Linked DNA regions of Sus scrofa: region 2 is linked to region 1. A link is a contact called in public HiChIP or PLAC-seq data. All regions are on one chromosome and are shown on one strand. The core of a region is the stretch at or near the end of the contact, and the rest is flanking DNA. Distances in the headings are between cores, read along the strand shown.

Region 1 (4,323 bases), core at 1,007-3,506:
AGTCAGGCCTGGTTTTTGGATTCAAGGAGTTATATAATGCTATTAGCTCTCAGAGAACTGAGTACGCATCTTCCCCAAGCTGTTCTGGAGCCCAGTATTACTGAACACACAGTCCTCGTAGTATAAGTACCACTTACATGGGGCAAAGCTCTTTCAAATATTTTACATCATGAAAAGACTGATGATCCGGTCCATAAGGTCTTTGACTCTGAAATCCTGGCAAAGCCACTTGATCTGTCTGGCTCTCTGCTTCCTTGAAAATAACTGGGCCTGACAATTCTAATGAATATGCTAATGAATATTTCACCGTCTCCATCTTTAATGATTCTCAATGTTTTACAAGCATATACTCCTGGAACCTTCACTCACTGAGGTATCTCTGTGACCCCTATTTTATAGCAGAGGAAACTTAGGCACAGAGGGGCTAATGAACATGCCCCAGGCCCAAAGCAAGAATGACAGACTGACCTGCTGGATCCAGGCCCAACCTAGGATGCACTGACTTTCCTGCAAACTGAGTGTGAAGGTGAGGATCAAAGCCTGCCAACGAAACAGGTGATCAACAGTCAAGGAGGAAAAAGACCTTTCTCTAAAAACAAAAAGCCTTTTCAAAATCCTTTTAGAATTACTGGCTCAAGATTTGGCCTAGTGTGACAAAAACAGCACCGCAACATCTCCGCATAGAAAGGGGCACTCCCCTGAGAAGCATCAAGTGCCTGAGGCTTTTTCCCCTGCCAATTACAGGTTCTCATCCAGGGAAGCCCATGCAGACTTGAGATGCTGAGCCATTAAGACTGCCTCTAGGCATGAGGTGCTATGTGGTTAAATTTTATTGAATAAATTGTAATTGTTTTGTGAACCAGAGAAAGGACTCTTGTTTGGTGTTCCCATCAAGTAAGAAGCAGTGGCTCCTTATGTACTGTCCTAACTTTTAAGGGGGGAATAAATTTATAATTCACTGCTATAATCCAAACTTCACATCACCTGAGAAATTGAGAAACCAGCTGGGATAAATGACCTTTGGTACCTTTGAGCCCGCACTCCAGCACTGCGTGAAACCTGCAGTTAGCATTTCATGGAGATGCTCAACAACGATTAAGTATTACAACCAAAAGAACGAGGGTGGCAAAACGAGCAGGTTCTAAACTGAAATAAACCTGTGTCTAATAGCGCAACAGTTAAGGATGGGTCCCTGGTCCTCCTCAGAATAAAAACTTGCTCTGGGTGTCCGCAGAGGATCTTTCCCTTTCCAAAGGGAAAAACGGAAAAACACCACGAATTTTCCGCCTCTCTCATCCTAAACAGCTGAATCATTCACATATTCTACTGTCCAAGAACTGTCAGTGCAGGCTCTGCTTTTTTGGGAAGTCCGAATTTAAGACCTTCCCTAGGAAAGCACAGAAGAATCACTGAAAATGGACGGGATTCCCCAAAGACGCAGACTTAAAAGAGGAGCTACGTTATCCTTAATCCGTAGGAAGCCCTGGGCTGGGTTTCACATGAACCTTCTACGAAGAAAACGTACTCGTTCCTCCCACGGGTATTTATTAAATGTGTACCTGGCGCAAGGGGCGCGGGCACAGGGTGGTGGAATGCGGGAAGCTAGGCCCCACCACCAGCCCGCCGCCCACCCTCCCAGCGCCTCCACCCACTCAGGTCTCCTGAGCTACGCGTGGAGAAATAACAAACCCGTGTGGCTGCGGTGGGGAGGGCCACGAACGCCAGGTCGGGGAGGGTGCGCGCTTGAGGGTCCTAGGGAATCCCTGGAGAGTGTCGGGGTGGCCGAGAGGGTCCCAGGAGGGCGTGTGTGGGGGGGTTATAGAGTGCCCTTGGGGATCCCTGGGGTGTGTGGGGGCGGGGCCGGGGGGTGGAGAGACTTCCTGGCGTGCGCGTGGGGGGATGGGGGGAGCTCGGTGGTCCCCAAAGGTTTGTGGGTGCCCGGGGGATCCTAGGGGACCCCTGAAGGGCGCGTGGAAGGCCCCGGGGACCCTGAGTAAAGTGTGGGCCGCCTCCTGGAATGGAAACCCTCCCCTCAGGACCCGCGCGGTCTGGCGCTCACCCAAAGAGCCCGCGGAGGAAGGAGTGGGAGGCCTTGACTCGTTTCTCGGCCTCCGCCATCAGCTGCACCGCCTCTCGCTCCTTCCCTGCGTTGTCCATGTCGACAGCCGCGGCCGCCTCCACAAGCTACTCCCGAGCCGAACGCGTCTCCCGCGCCTCGTCCTCTGGCAGCGGAGGGGCGCGCAGGCGCGGCGCGCAGCCTGTCGGAAGTTGTAGTCCGAGCGGTGGCCTGGCGGCGGGAGTGTGCGAGGCGTCAACTACAACTCCCAGAAGGCCGCGGAGCCGGCTGGAGGCAGGGGCTTCGGGACCGGGGTCCTCACCCTCTGTAGGGCCCTCTACCGAGGAGAGTATTGACAGTTTAAGGAGGCGGGAAATGGAAAAGTTCCCACGGCTTCCAAGGAAGACCGCCTCAAACACTAGCATCACGTTAGTTCAGGAGTCCCTGCCCAGCACGACCGACCGTGGTCAGGGGATGGACGGGGAGGACACGGGATAACGGGATGGATGGGACGCGGGATAACGGCGTGGACCGGGAGACGGCGGGTGGCAGGCTGGAAAGCTCCACTGTACCGCTTGCATTCTGAGAGCACGCTGTAAGGCGGCCACCCAAGCAGCTGCACAAACCTTGTGATACTGGCCCATCTTCCCACGCTCCAGCTACAGCTGCAGGAAGAGCCATGTTTTTCTCCAGAGCAAGGCGTTTAGATCTGTCAGGCGTCTCTTCCTAGGCTATAGAAGACTTGCACATATGCAATATGTGCATAATTCTCCCTTTTTATTGACTGGATTCTTTTCAGTGGATGTGAGCAATTGAGCTCTCTTGCTCTTTACATAATGTTGGCCATATTGTGGGGTGGGCCTCTGGGACAGCCATTCTCCCTGCCAGGAAGACTTCGAATCTCCCAGGAGAGGTATCCATAGATAGGGGCTATTGTGTGCCAGCAACTTCCAGGACTGTCCCAGAGGGAGTTATTTTTTCATACAAAGTCTAGACCATTTACATTTGGCAATGCTAAAGCAGAGGTGGTGAAGCAAATATGAAAACCACTGCCAAATGAGAACTTGTGACAATTTCAAACTATTAATAAATACACTGTGGGCACTGGCACACAAAATACATTTAAGAAAATGAAGCTGTCTTGAGAGAAAGGCAAGAAGGGCCAAACTCCTAGAAAGAAAGGTCACTAAAGCAAATGTTGCAGAGCTTGCAGTGCAGGCACTCCAGACTGAAGGGAGCTTCAGATCCCAGAGTTTATTTACTTTCACTGCATCTGTTATTCTGACTTCAAAGAGCTAATTTGGAGCAGTATTGGGGAAGAAGGAGGCAGGAAATTAGAGGCAGCAGTGAACACAGGAGTGAAAAAAAAGAAACGTGTAAGCCGTGGACATGAACCTTTGAGAAGCAGAGAACATGAGCCTTTGAGAAGTCTATGGGGATTTAGTGGAGGGGTTCAGGTCAAAAACTCCAAGTGCAACAACAGTGTGTTGATTAAAGCAGTTGCCAAAGCTGCCTTAGGGCAGGACTCCGAGAAATACTGCTCTCCAAGCCCCCATCTCTACATCAGGGTTTCCTGGAGTTGGAGTCTAGGAAGGGTATGTTTAAGAAGTCCACCACTCTTGAGCCTACAGTTCCAGAGTTTCAAGCATACAGTCAGCTGAGGAGGAGGGAGTGGGCTGCCTTCTCTACTCTAGAGGCTGCAGTTATGGGTGGCAGGGGTGCATCCTGACATTGTTGGTGTTTCTGGGTATTTCCCTCATTCTCTTCCTTCTCATGGGCACTCCCACCCTCCCCCACAGTCCACACCGCAGTGGGAGAAAAACCTCCTACCTTCATTGCTGTGTTCACAGCGTGTTTTATTCTTCCAGAGCTGGGTGAGGGGAGGTAGCTGGCAGAGGGACAGACCTCCCAGAGTTAACCGGGACCAACCCTGACCAGAGGGACAGAGGGGGATGCTCCAAGCAGGAGGGAGGGAGGAGGAGACCTGCTCCCGTGTGGACCAGGGAAGGGGATGCCGAGACCCTGCAGTAGATCCAAAGGACCCATGCCCCCCAGCTCCCATGCCAACCAGGACAGTGGCCACATACATTTAGAGCAAATAATATGAAGTAAAGTGTAGATATCATCCCCGGTCATACTAGCCACATTTCAACTGCTCAGTAGCCACAGGTAGCTGATGGCTACCATATCAGGCCACACTGACAGAGAATATTTTGTCACTGCCCAAAATTCTAGTGGACAGCACTGGACTGACACATCTTGTCTCT
Region 2 (4,323 bases), core at 536-3,035, 360 kb after region 1:
CCAGGGGACAGTCATTCTGGGGACCAGCTCCAGGGGACAGTTATTCTGAGGACCAGCCATCATGCCGACGCCCCACTGAGGCCCAGCCAGCAGCCAGATCAAGTCCAGACATGCACCAACATCTTAGGTCATTCCAGCCCTGGCCTGTGGATCTTCCAGGAGAGGGGCATCCCAGACTTGTGGAGTGGCTGTGCCCACATGCGGGCAGCAGCTGGTGCGGGAACTCCACCCCCACCAGCACCAAGATCCTCTAGGACGAGGCCCAGCTGGAAGATTTGCAGAGTCTCTCCCACCCCCGCCATGACCCCCCTAAGAACCACTCTTCCCCAGAGAGGGCAGAGGGCAGCTGAAATCCATCGCCATCACTGCAAATGTGGGGAATGGAGCAGGGGGGCCACCAGCCTGGGAAAAGTCAGACGGGACCAGTTTTTTTCTTGGGTCGTGGCGCCACCGTGTGGACAAAGTCTGCTCGCCACCCAGCCCAGAAGAGGGTGTTTTGCCCCACCATTCAGACCACCACCACCATGGATTTTAGAAAATAAAGTAAAAGGCAAAAGATTTATGCGATCTGAAGAGGAAGATAATATAAGAAAGGGAATATAGGAGTTCCCGTCGTGGCGCAGTGGTTAACGAATCCAACTAGGAACCATGAGGTTGCGGGTTCGGTCCCTGCCCTTGCTCAGTGGGTTAACGATCCGGCGTTGCTGTGAGCTGTGGTGTAGGTTGCAGACGCGGCTCTGGTGCAGGCCGGTGGCTACAGCTCCGATTGGACCCCTAGCCTGGGAATCTCCACATGCCGCAGGAGCATCTCTAGAAAAGGCAAAAAGACCAAAAAAAAGAAAGAAAGAAAAGAAAAAGCACACGCAGAACACAAGGGTCAGAAGCCCATCGGATAATCCTCTGCCGGGGCAACTGGAGCTCATGTTTCTTCTGTACATTGTTTAGATGCATACGAGTCATACACACACACACCCAGGCTCCTCCAGAGGTCCCACATGCTGCTCTGCAAGGCTCCACGTGCCTTTGCTGACAGTCCTGCTAGATGATGTGTCAGCACACTTGGGCCACCCTCAGAGTCCCCATGGCCAAGCTGGCATCTGCAAGCAGGCCAGTGCCTGTGTGGCTGGCACAGACTGCTCCAGGTTCAGGGCCCTGGGCCTGGGAGGCTGGGGGGTGGCGGGGTGGAGGTGGTGACGGTGGGTATGACCATGGCCACAGTGCTGGGCCTGGGCCACAGCTCTGCAGAGCTCCGCACAACTTCTCATCCCCTTGTGCCTTAGTTTCCTGGACTCACACAATGTTGTAATTCCCTACACGATGGTGGGGGATTAAAGAAACAGCGAGAAAAGTGCCCGGCATACAGTTAAGTGCTGTCAACACACCCTCTCACTATCACCACCCGTTCATACCACCAAGACAATCTCCTGCAGGGGGCCACTCGGACCCCAGAATCTGGGCCTAGGGAGCTCACCCTTTTCACCTTTTAGAGAAGGAACCCCCAGTACTTGTGCTTCCTAAAATCCCTGCTCATTTTTCTGCTATAATGTCTCTTCCATGTGTTCTAAGGGTAGAAAATCGCAGGGTTTGCTCATAGCTCTCACCTCTTCCTCCTGCCCTGCAAATAATTGCTGTTTGGAAACTTTTACAAAGGAAGCGGTTTACTTTGTAGCCAAGGGATGTGGAGGTGAAGAGCTTCTGGCCAAAACGACTCAACAAAAAACCACTATCCCCCACCCCCTTGGCAGGCGGTTCATTGGGCGGGGCTCCCCCACCACCTCGCGCCCAGCACACACCGCCCTGGGCACAGCCATGCGTCCTGCCAGGGTGCTGCTGGCCGTCTGCACCCTGGTCCTGGTTGCCACCGGGGGCCCTTCACAAGGTAAGAGGGGGTCTCCCGCTGCCTGGGTGCCGTGAGCTTACCCCCAACCCTCCCCCATTCCTGAGGCACATTAGGTTCCATGGGACCCCACAACAGCTGCCTTTGTGGGGAGCAGCCTTGGGGGAGACTGGGGACCTGGGGACCAGGGAAATATCTTCTGCCCCCTGCTATTCTTGGGGCCTGTGGGGGTCCTGAGAACCATCCAGCAGCAGCAGAGGGAGGGACCCCGTGGCCCCTCCACAGCTATAGAACACAGGGTAGCGGTCAGGCCGATTCTATTTGATGGCGCATCCTTCCTGCCTCCGCTGCTGTCCTGTCACTTGGCTCACAGGGATCCTAAGCCTTCATCTTTCCCACCAGGCCGGCGCTGGGGGTTGGGGCTGGGGGAGGAAGGAAGCTGCCACCTGTGGGCCAGGAAATGAGGCACAGAGAGGTTAGGTGACTTGCCCAGTCACACAGCCCATGAGGACCTGCCCTCACATGCACTAGGAAGCTGGTGCCTGGCACTGAAGTGACCAGCGGAAGGGGGAGGGGCCAAGCGGCAGTTGGTATCTATCTTACTCCCTTGTCAAAGGGGGCTGGAGCCTGGCCACAGGCTATAGGTGGGGAGCGCCGAGGCAGGACCAGTGACCTGGGACACCGAGGGTAGGTGACCCAGCCTCGGGCCTTGTCTGTGGCGCAAGTGGCTTGGAGGCCCGTCCGGTGGTCAAGCAGAGACAGCAGCTCTGCTGGGCCCAAGTCTGCCCCCACCTCCGCCCTCCTCTTGAGAGCGGGTTCCAGAGCCTTCCTTGGGGGCAGGGAATAGGGGCCGCTGTGTCACCACCTGGCCTATCCACCCCTGGTGCTAAACCGCACTGACCTGCATGTGGGGCCCAGCAGCCTCCGTCCCTGCCCATCAGAACCTAGGAAATTGCTACATCGATTTCTTCAGCCTTTGCCTTCGGTTGAAAATGGAAAGCCCTTCTTCCTCAACCTGACCAGGAAGCCCCCCAGCCAGGCTCACACGGCCCATCTTCCCACCACAGGCCACCTGGGCACGACCTGGGTCCAGCACCATCGGTCACCAAAGGCAGGAGCTGGGAGCGTCCAGCGACCACTGACCACAGGGGAGGTCTTGGCATGGGGGCCACTGACCCCCCTCTGCATTTGGAGACTTTTCCCAGCATGGACCCATTTGACCCCAAAGCTCCCACTGCAGCCATTCTGCCTATTTGATCTTTGATGATCATGACACTAGTGCATGTTCTTTGTGGGCCAGTGCCATCATCACCCTGTTACACAGATGAGAAGGCTCAGAGAGGCCAAGCAGTTTCACCGAGATGGCACAGCCACTGAGAGACAGAGCTGGGATGCAGACTCGGGGCATGTCCCAGTGGGTTAAGGCCAGGATGAACCAGCATTCTGTTCGTGCCAGGGGACACATGTGCCCTAGAAATGATGGGCTACTCACTACTACTACTACTACTCACTACACCAGGCCCTGGGCACTGCCTCCTGGTCTGAGCGCCAGGACCCTGCCCACAACAAGGGCTCTTTGATGCTGGCGCAGAAGCAGCTGCCACTCCCTGCCAAGTAAACCACCGGGGACATGGGGCCTCCAGCAAGGACATCACCATTCTGTTCCTGGGAACCCTGTTTCCCCCTCAGATCCCCCCACCTCCCAGCCACACATAACTCTCCTGAAAGAGGAAGGAGTGGGGGCCCCCAGCTGGCCCTGAGCTCCCACAGCCATCAGGGAGGGGCCATGCAGGCAGGGCCAGGACTCTCCACAGGGCCTAGTGCCTCCAGCTCAGCACAGGGACACCGGCCAGACCCTAGTGCCCTTCTGCCAGCGTGCATCCCAACTCTCCCAGCTTTTTAGAAAAGCACACTCAGAGGCATCCACCAAAACCTGCTCCTGGAGCTTTCCCGGCAACTCGTTAGGAAGCTGTCCACTTCTAGGAACTGTACCGTGTCTGGTGGCAACTCAAGGGCAGACCACACCCTCCTAAACCTGCAGAGAAACCCTTAACTTTTTTTTTTTTTTTTTTTTTTTTTTTTTTTGGTCTTTTAAGGGCCACACCCGCAGCATATGAAGTTCCCAGGCTAGGGGTTGAATTGGAGCTGTAGCTGCCAGCCTATGCCACAGCTACAGCAACGCCAGATCCTTAACCCACTAAGTGGGGCCAGGTATCGAACCCACGGCCTAGTGGATACTAGTTGAGTTCATGACCGCTGAGCTACAACAGGAACTCCCTGAAACAGTTAACTTGCTACAGCCCATACTTCTGCTAACAGTGTCCCCAAGCTCCTGTGTCACCAGCTCAACCGTGGATCTAATGTGAACCCACAGACATTCCTGTGAAGTGTCCACGTGCTGGCAGAGGGAAGCTAGCACCCCTGGGCCAGGGCACACAGAGCCCGGCCTCCCAAGTCAATGGGCGAGTCGGTGGTGAAGAAGCGGC

What was found. HiChIP or PLAC-seq counts read pairs in DNA pulled down with a chosen protein or histone mark.
Region 2: a contact with region 1 is called in an H3K27ac HiChIP or PLAC-seq map of alveolar macrophages. The contact joins the promoter of CST7 here to the promoter of NAPB in region 1. A contact is called at or near these places in 2 of 5 promoter capture datasets (fetal liver and fetal skeletal muscle), 3 of 47 Hi-C or Micro-C datasets (embryonic fibroblasts, heart right ventricle and omental adipose tissue) and 1 of 2 datasets of contacts at active chromatin or transcription factors (alveolar macrophages).

What each region holds. Positions count from the first base shown.
Region 1 is chr17:30,393,849-30,398,171 of Sscrofa11.1, forward strand. NAPB (beta-soluble NSF attachment protein) reads right to left here and starts at 2,257. Exons shown (of 11, transcript XM_003134297.4): 1 at 2,060-2,257. The coding sequence starts at 2,157.
Region 2 is chr17:30,756,215-30,760,537 of Sscrofa11.1, forward strand. CST7 (cystatin F) reads left to right here and starts at 1,786. Exons shown (of 4, transcript NM_001243310.2): 1 at 1,786-1,879. The coding sequence starts at 1,810.